Linked DNA regions of Sus scrofa: region 2 is linked to region 1. The links are chromatin contacts, called in public promoter capture Hi-C maps. All regions are on one chromosome and are shown on one strand. Each heading gives the region's core, a stretch centred on a gene start, on an enhancer-like site or on the middle of the called end of the contact. The rest is flanking DNA. Distances are from core to core; before and after follow the strand shown.

Evidence for each region. Promoter capture Hi-C pulls out the DNA fragments that hold promoters and counts their contacts.
Region 2: a contact with region 1 is called in a promoter capture Hi-C map of fetal skeletal muscle, with 3 times the contacts expected there. The contact joins the promoter of TRAIP here to the promoter of FAM212A in region 1. A contact is called at or near these places in 3 of 5 promoter capture datasets (fetal skeletal muscle, liver and skeletal muscle), 15 of 47 Hi-C or Micro-C datasets (blood, brain, embryonic fibroblasts and 7 more) and 2 of 2 datasets of contacts at active chromatin or transcription factors (alveolar macrophages and skeletal muscle).

The regions. Positions count from the first base shown.
Region 1 is chr13:32,328,478-32,331,372 of Sscrofa11.1, forward strand. It overlaps FAM212A (PAK4-inhibitor INKA1), which reads left to right and starts at 1,395. Exons shown (of 2, transcript XM_003132213.6): 1 at 1,395-2,099; 2 at 2,843-2,895. The coding sequence starts at 2,049. CDHR4 (cadherin-related family member 4) reads right to left here and starts at 1,053. Exons shown (of 19, transcript XM_003132219.4): 1 at 613-1,053; 2 at 73-257. The coding sequence starts at 661. It overlaps UBA7 (ubiquitin-like modifier-activating enzyme 7), which reads right to left. Exons shown (of 25, transcript XR_306784.3): 25 at 2,059-2,161.
Region 2 is chr13:32,379,588-32,382,482 of Sscrofa11.1, forward strand. It overlaps TRAIP (E3 ubiquitin-protein ligase TRAIP), which reads right to left and starts at 1,401. Exons shown (of 31, transcript XR_002337524.1): 1 at 1-1,401. CAMKV (caM kinase-like vesicle-associated protein) reads right to left here. Exons shown (of 10, transcript XR_002337521.1): 10 at 1,541-2,895.

The DNA.
Region 1 (2,895 bases), core at 145-2,644:
CTACCGCTGGCTTAATGAATTTAGTGTCCACCTTTATTTCCCCAATGTCCCCAGCTGTGCCCGTGACCCTACCTTGCCCACATAGATCCCCTGCCACCTGGTGAGGCTGGGTGGGTTGAAGAAGGTGGTGGGTGGCTTCACATGGAGCAACTCCAGGGTGGGTGTGTGTAAAGAGCAGTTGAAGGAGAAAGAGTGAAGGATGGTGCCAGGTCCCTGGCTCTCAGAGACATTTATGAACCAGGGCAGGCAGTGATGATCTGTGAGGAAGAGACAATTCAGGCTGGAGGCTCTCCATGTTCAAGCAACCATATACACAAGCAGAGTCCTTCCCTTCTGCCTTAGGGCCTAGCCACATCTTGGGGACAAGCAGAAGTCTTTCCTTGTCTCTCACATCTAACCACAAGTCAGATCATTTCACAGACTAGGAGTGAGAACTTGGTTGAAGAAGAAGCAAAGATAAGGAATGAGGGCCAGAGGTTCAGATCTTTGTCCTTTCCTGGCTTCCTTCCCCCAGCCCCTGCCCTCCATGGGAGCTTATCTGAAAGGGGTCAGGACTCCACTGTGGAGTGAGGGAGGTGAGAACTAAAGTCCCCCTACCCACCAGCTCCTCACCAGAGACAACCAGAGCAAGAAGAAGCACCAGGGACCTGAGCAGCACCATAGCGGCCTGAAGATACAGACAGCAGAGGAGACTCCAGAAAGACAGACGTGTTTTTCAGGCCTGCCCCGTTGCCAGGTCAGTTGCTCAAACACAGCTGAGCAGGCGGTACTCCTGGGCCTCCAAGATTCTAGCCCCACCCATCCCTGGTGACTGAGTTCTAGACTCTACAGGCATCAAGAGGTCTGGAAATACCCATTTTTTTCACTGCTCCCAATGAATTCCCCAATTTATTACTACAATTTTGAAACAGACGTGAGAGAAGAATCAAGTTTCAGATGGGGAAACTGAGGCTCAAGGAAGTCTTGGTCACACAGTTCTTGGAGACAGAGTAAGCACAGGACCCAGGAAAACTGGGCCCAGGACCTGCTACCCCATAGCGTCTGAACTCTAGCTTCCCCCCCCATTAGAATATCACCTGCCTATAAAATCTGAGCCCAACCATCAACAAAATCTCTCAAAAGCTGTCTACATTCAACAAACAAAAGGTATCCTTGGCAATAGAAGCAAAAATAGTGGTTACTTTGGGGGACATCAACTGGAGGGGGCAAAAAGTGGCCTCCTGCCCTTACTCTCAGTGTGTATGTGGTGCCAAGCAGAGGGAACGTGAGTGTCGCGGCAGGAAGAGCAGATAACCGCGCGCTGCCCACTAGAGGGCAGCCCCGCCTAGCTTCGTACAGACGCGGGGGCTGGGCCTGGGCTCCGGCTGCTACTCCGTGGGGGCGGTGAGGTTCCGCGCTCCCGGAGTCATCCAAAGGGCCGAACCCCTTCCTGACTTCTAAGGACTGTCGAAGCCAGCCCCATGAACAGATTGAGTGGGTCAGGCCCCAAGTGGGCCACAGCACTGTCGGATGCGACTACTGGGGGCGCTCTAGCCGCGTGAGGGCGCAGCCACGGAACCCGCGCGCTGCAGGGGCCCCTGTGGGAGGGACCGCAATTCTAACCCGGGAAAAATGGAGAAGCTGAGGCTACCTCAGGGAAGCGGCTTGTCCTGAGTCTTGCAACGAATTCGGAGTCAGCTCAACCGCCCAGGACTTCGAGGACTCGGAAGCAGGACACTGCCCAGCTCTCGGCCCCTGTTCAGCCCCTCCCCCCCAGGGCTGTTGCGGAGTGGGTAGTGGGCGTCGGGTTTCCCACCCAGCTGGACCCAGGGGGCGGGGCCACATCAGCCCCGTCCCAGCCCCATTGGCTGCGGCGCCAAGGGGCGGGGCGGGGCTGCCAGATGTTGGGGCGGTGGCTGCTGCTGCGGCGGGAGCTACGGAGAGGGAGGAGCCGCTGAGCCTGGCGGAGGGCAAGGGCTCCGCTGGCCGGCCTTCCCGGCCCTCACCGCACCGCTCCTGCTGGAGTTCGAAGAGCAACTGGCAGGCCTGGCGGGGGCTCCGGCACGGGCATGCACAGCACTCGGCTTGACAGCTTTCTTGGCCAGCTCCGCTGGGAACTGGTGAGGCTTGGGAGCGGGTGTGGCTCGCTAAGACGCTTGTGGGGTGCTCGGCTGCAGTCCGGCTGGAACGACACATGGGTGGGGGGCTGTCCCGAGTGCCCATCCAAGGCAGAATGGGGGCGGGGCGGCGCAGATGGCCCACGTCGGGTTTCAGATGGTTGAGAGCTGCGCTGGGCATCAAGTAACAACCACCCAGCTGGCTGTGCTGTGCGCGGCAGAGGAAGTTGGGGGCGGGGGTGGAGGGAGAAACTTATTTGGGGCGGATGGGGGGGGAGGGCTGCGAGGGACTAAAGTGGTGCCGGTGCTGCTGTGAAAGCTTAATCCAGGCTGGCCTGTACCTCTGTCCTCTGCACCCCACCTGGCACGTGGTCTATCCTCTGAAAGACGTTGCGGGCTTTGGGGAGCCAAATCCCTAAAGAGGCATGGAGTGCCCCCCCCAGCCCTGAGCAGTCCTACTTCCCGATGTAGGCCCACAACACTGCCTCCCGCCCCGATGGCGGGTACCAACTTGCCCAGCTCAGCGTGCTGCAGCCTGCCAGACTGCCACCGGGTCCGCCAATGGAAGCCACATGAGCTTCATGTGCCAGCACCCCATGCCGGCCTTGTGCCCACTAGGGGCCTTGCTGCCTAGGCCTGCAGGCCTATCCAGCTCTCCTAGGCCTTCTGTTTTGGCATAGAACTGGCCAGGCAGGCAGGCATGAGAAGCACTGCCCCTCCGACTTCTGCCCTCTCTTCCTCCACAGCTGTGTGGCCGGGACACAGGCTCATCCCCCATGCCTGGCCCCCTTCCACCACC
Region 2 (2,895 bases), core at 151-2,650, 51 kb after region 1:
GGGAGTGATCGAAGAAGTCGGAGCATATAGTGCACAGAGCACGAATAGGCATGACTGGTCTCAAGTGGCCCAGGTAGCCAAGGAAACCGCGAAGGGTCCAGCTTCGTGGCCGTGCCTCAGCGTCCCAGCTTGCTTCAAATTTGGCTCCACAGCGCGACTTCCGGAAGCGAACCGGAAGTGGCTACAAGGCGCAAAATGAAGTTTGGGCCCGGATTGGACGAACCCTCGGGGGCGGGGCTTAACGGCCTCTCAGGCCGAAAAGAATCCTGGGGCCGAGCGCGGGCCTGAAGCTCAGCGGTAAGTCCCTCGCGGCTCCCGGGAATCGCCCAGTACCAGAACACAGCGTTGGATGGGCACCAGGAGCAGCTACGCCGCCGGCCGAGCCCCTTTCTGGGGCAAGACAAGACGTTACGGTCCCAAGCCGGAGCTGGGCACGGTCTCCTTAGCCCTGTTCTCTCAGCGCAGCCATCTCTGCACTTCGCGAGAGTTTAGAAGAGGCCATAAGGGGGTGGGACGATGGTACGAATGGAGAGCGGGTCCCTTGGGCTCTGGGCAGTTCTCAACCGTATAGAAGACCATACTTCCCGGACCAAAAGAATGCTCCGCCCTCTCAGCCCTCTCAGACTCTTTAGTGGTCCTCGAAAGGACACGGGTCAGGACACTCCCAGCTCGCCCTGGCTCTATACAAACAAGGTTGATGATCCCTAAGTTTAAAGGTGGTGGGGCCGGTATCCTGACTAGCTCCTAGCTCTCAGGAGAATCAGTTTTGCCTCAGTACTGCCTTTTGGAGGCCCAGATCCTTCATAGACAAGTGGCTAACAAATCTTTTTCTTATTCCCATATCAGAGAAGTTATCTTTGGGATCCTAAGTAAGAGCAGCATCCCTGGTGAATTCACCTGGGCTGATCCAGGCTGGAACAAGTATTCCTAGGAGTTTTGATGATTAACTGTTTTTAGTAGTGGTATCCCCCTCTCCCCAGAAGAAACCTTATGCAGAGTCCCATAATGTAAAGCCGATCTGTTCCACCTGAAGTAGACTCAGAGTGAAGTCCTTGGGGCCTACGTGGAAAGCAAAGGTGTTCACAGGAAGGAATAATCAACACAAAGGATAGGACAGAATCTTTGTGTAATGGCCACCCTGCACCCATTCCCCAACCCAGGGAAGCCCACTTTGGCCATGGGCAAGGTCTCTCCCTATGGTGGATGGCCCTTGGTGGGTTCCAGGTCTATGCCTAAGTCAAGATAATGGCTCCTTGTTCAATAGGACTTGTCAGAACAGTAGCATAGAGGTTATTCCTTGGCACAATCCCAGCACAGGACCCACCACCCACATGGATTTCTAGAGTCCAGAGGACCCCTGCCACCATCAAGGAACACACTGTGGTGAGGATGGTCTGTACTCTCAGCCCAAGCAATCCATATGGAACTGAGCACAGACCACTACCTGTGAACCTACTCCCAGCCTTCCCCTACACACTGCCTTTCAGGGGCCCCTCCCCAGTAATATAGAGGAAGCAAAGGCAAGAGGGTGGCCAGAGGCTTTGGCAGAATGAAATTTATTTGCCAGGTTCAGCAGGTACACGGCCCACCGACCTTCATACACCAGAGCAGACCCACAGGCATGCAGGGAGAAGGGCAGGACTATCCCCGAGTGCCAAGTGAGGGCCAGGACCAGTGTGGCTGCCTGCCCAGGCCATAGTGGGGTCTGACAAAGGGCACTTGCCAGGAGCCTCCGTCAGGAAACTGGGGAGCTTTATTCCACTCTTTGATTCCAGCAAAAGCAACTCAGCAGGGCTCAGAGGCACTTAGGCCTCACTCTAAGCCTTGACAAAAGGGGAAGTGGGTCACTGACATAGAGAGGGTTCCTTCTATTTTGTTGAACTGAGAGAGCAGAAAATCTGCCCCCAAGAAGGGCAACCCCCCAAATCAGACTGTGGGACACTGCCATGCAGCTGGCCCTCTGGGATGGAGAGGACTGTGGACTGAGCCTGAGGCGGGTCATATGGGAAGAGCCAGGGGCAGCCCTCCTTGTCTGCCCCAGGGTAAGGACTCAGCTAGGCTGGTACACTAGGTGCTAAGCCTGCACTCTGCCCTCCCAGATCTCATTGCCACATCCTAATTGCTCCTCCTTCCCTTTACAGACTCATGAAGCTCAGGGTACAGGGCAACCACTGCAGGACCCAGGAGGGCAGGAAATAGCACATGGGTCTTGGGAGAGACTTCCCAGGGACAAAGATGGAAGTGTCTACCTTTCTACTCATTCTTTTTCACTTTTCAGGAACCCCTCAGCTACCAAGCAGTGCCCCCAGCCATGCAACCAGTCTTGAAGCATACTGCTTTAGATTATTGCATTCTCTGTACCAGCCTGTTTCACGCCTAGAGCAGCCCACACACCACAGGCACATACCTTCATGTGCAGGAGCCTAAGACCGCTGACAGGGCCTCGCTGGAGGACCAGCTCTCAGGGCAAGGCCACCCAATTTAGGGCCTGGGAGAGGATGGGACCTGCAGGGCCTGCCTGGGGGAACTGTGAGGCAAAAAGGAAAAGGGAACAGGAGCAGGGACCTCCTGAGTATCCCTAGAGCAGCATCCCACAAGGAACAGAAACTGATGAAGCTAGCAAAAGACAAAAGCCACAAGGAATCCATGCAGGGGCTGGGGCTGGTCCTGCCTCTGGCCTCCCCACCACTCACACACATACACACAGGAGATGAGACTGCTCTCCTGTGGCCCCCAGACATGCCCTGTGCTGGGAGGCAGGGGCAGGGGGCAGTGAGGGCATCATGCCAGTGATTCTATGTACAGTGCGAAGCCCCTCATCTACTCTCCCACCCTCTTGCCCATCCCCCATCCCCCACCAGCCTGCCCACTCAGCTGGTCTCCCTCCGAGACTCC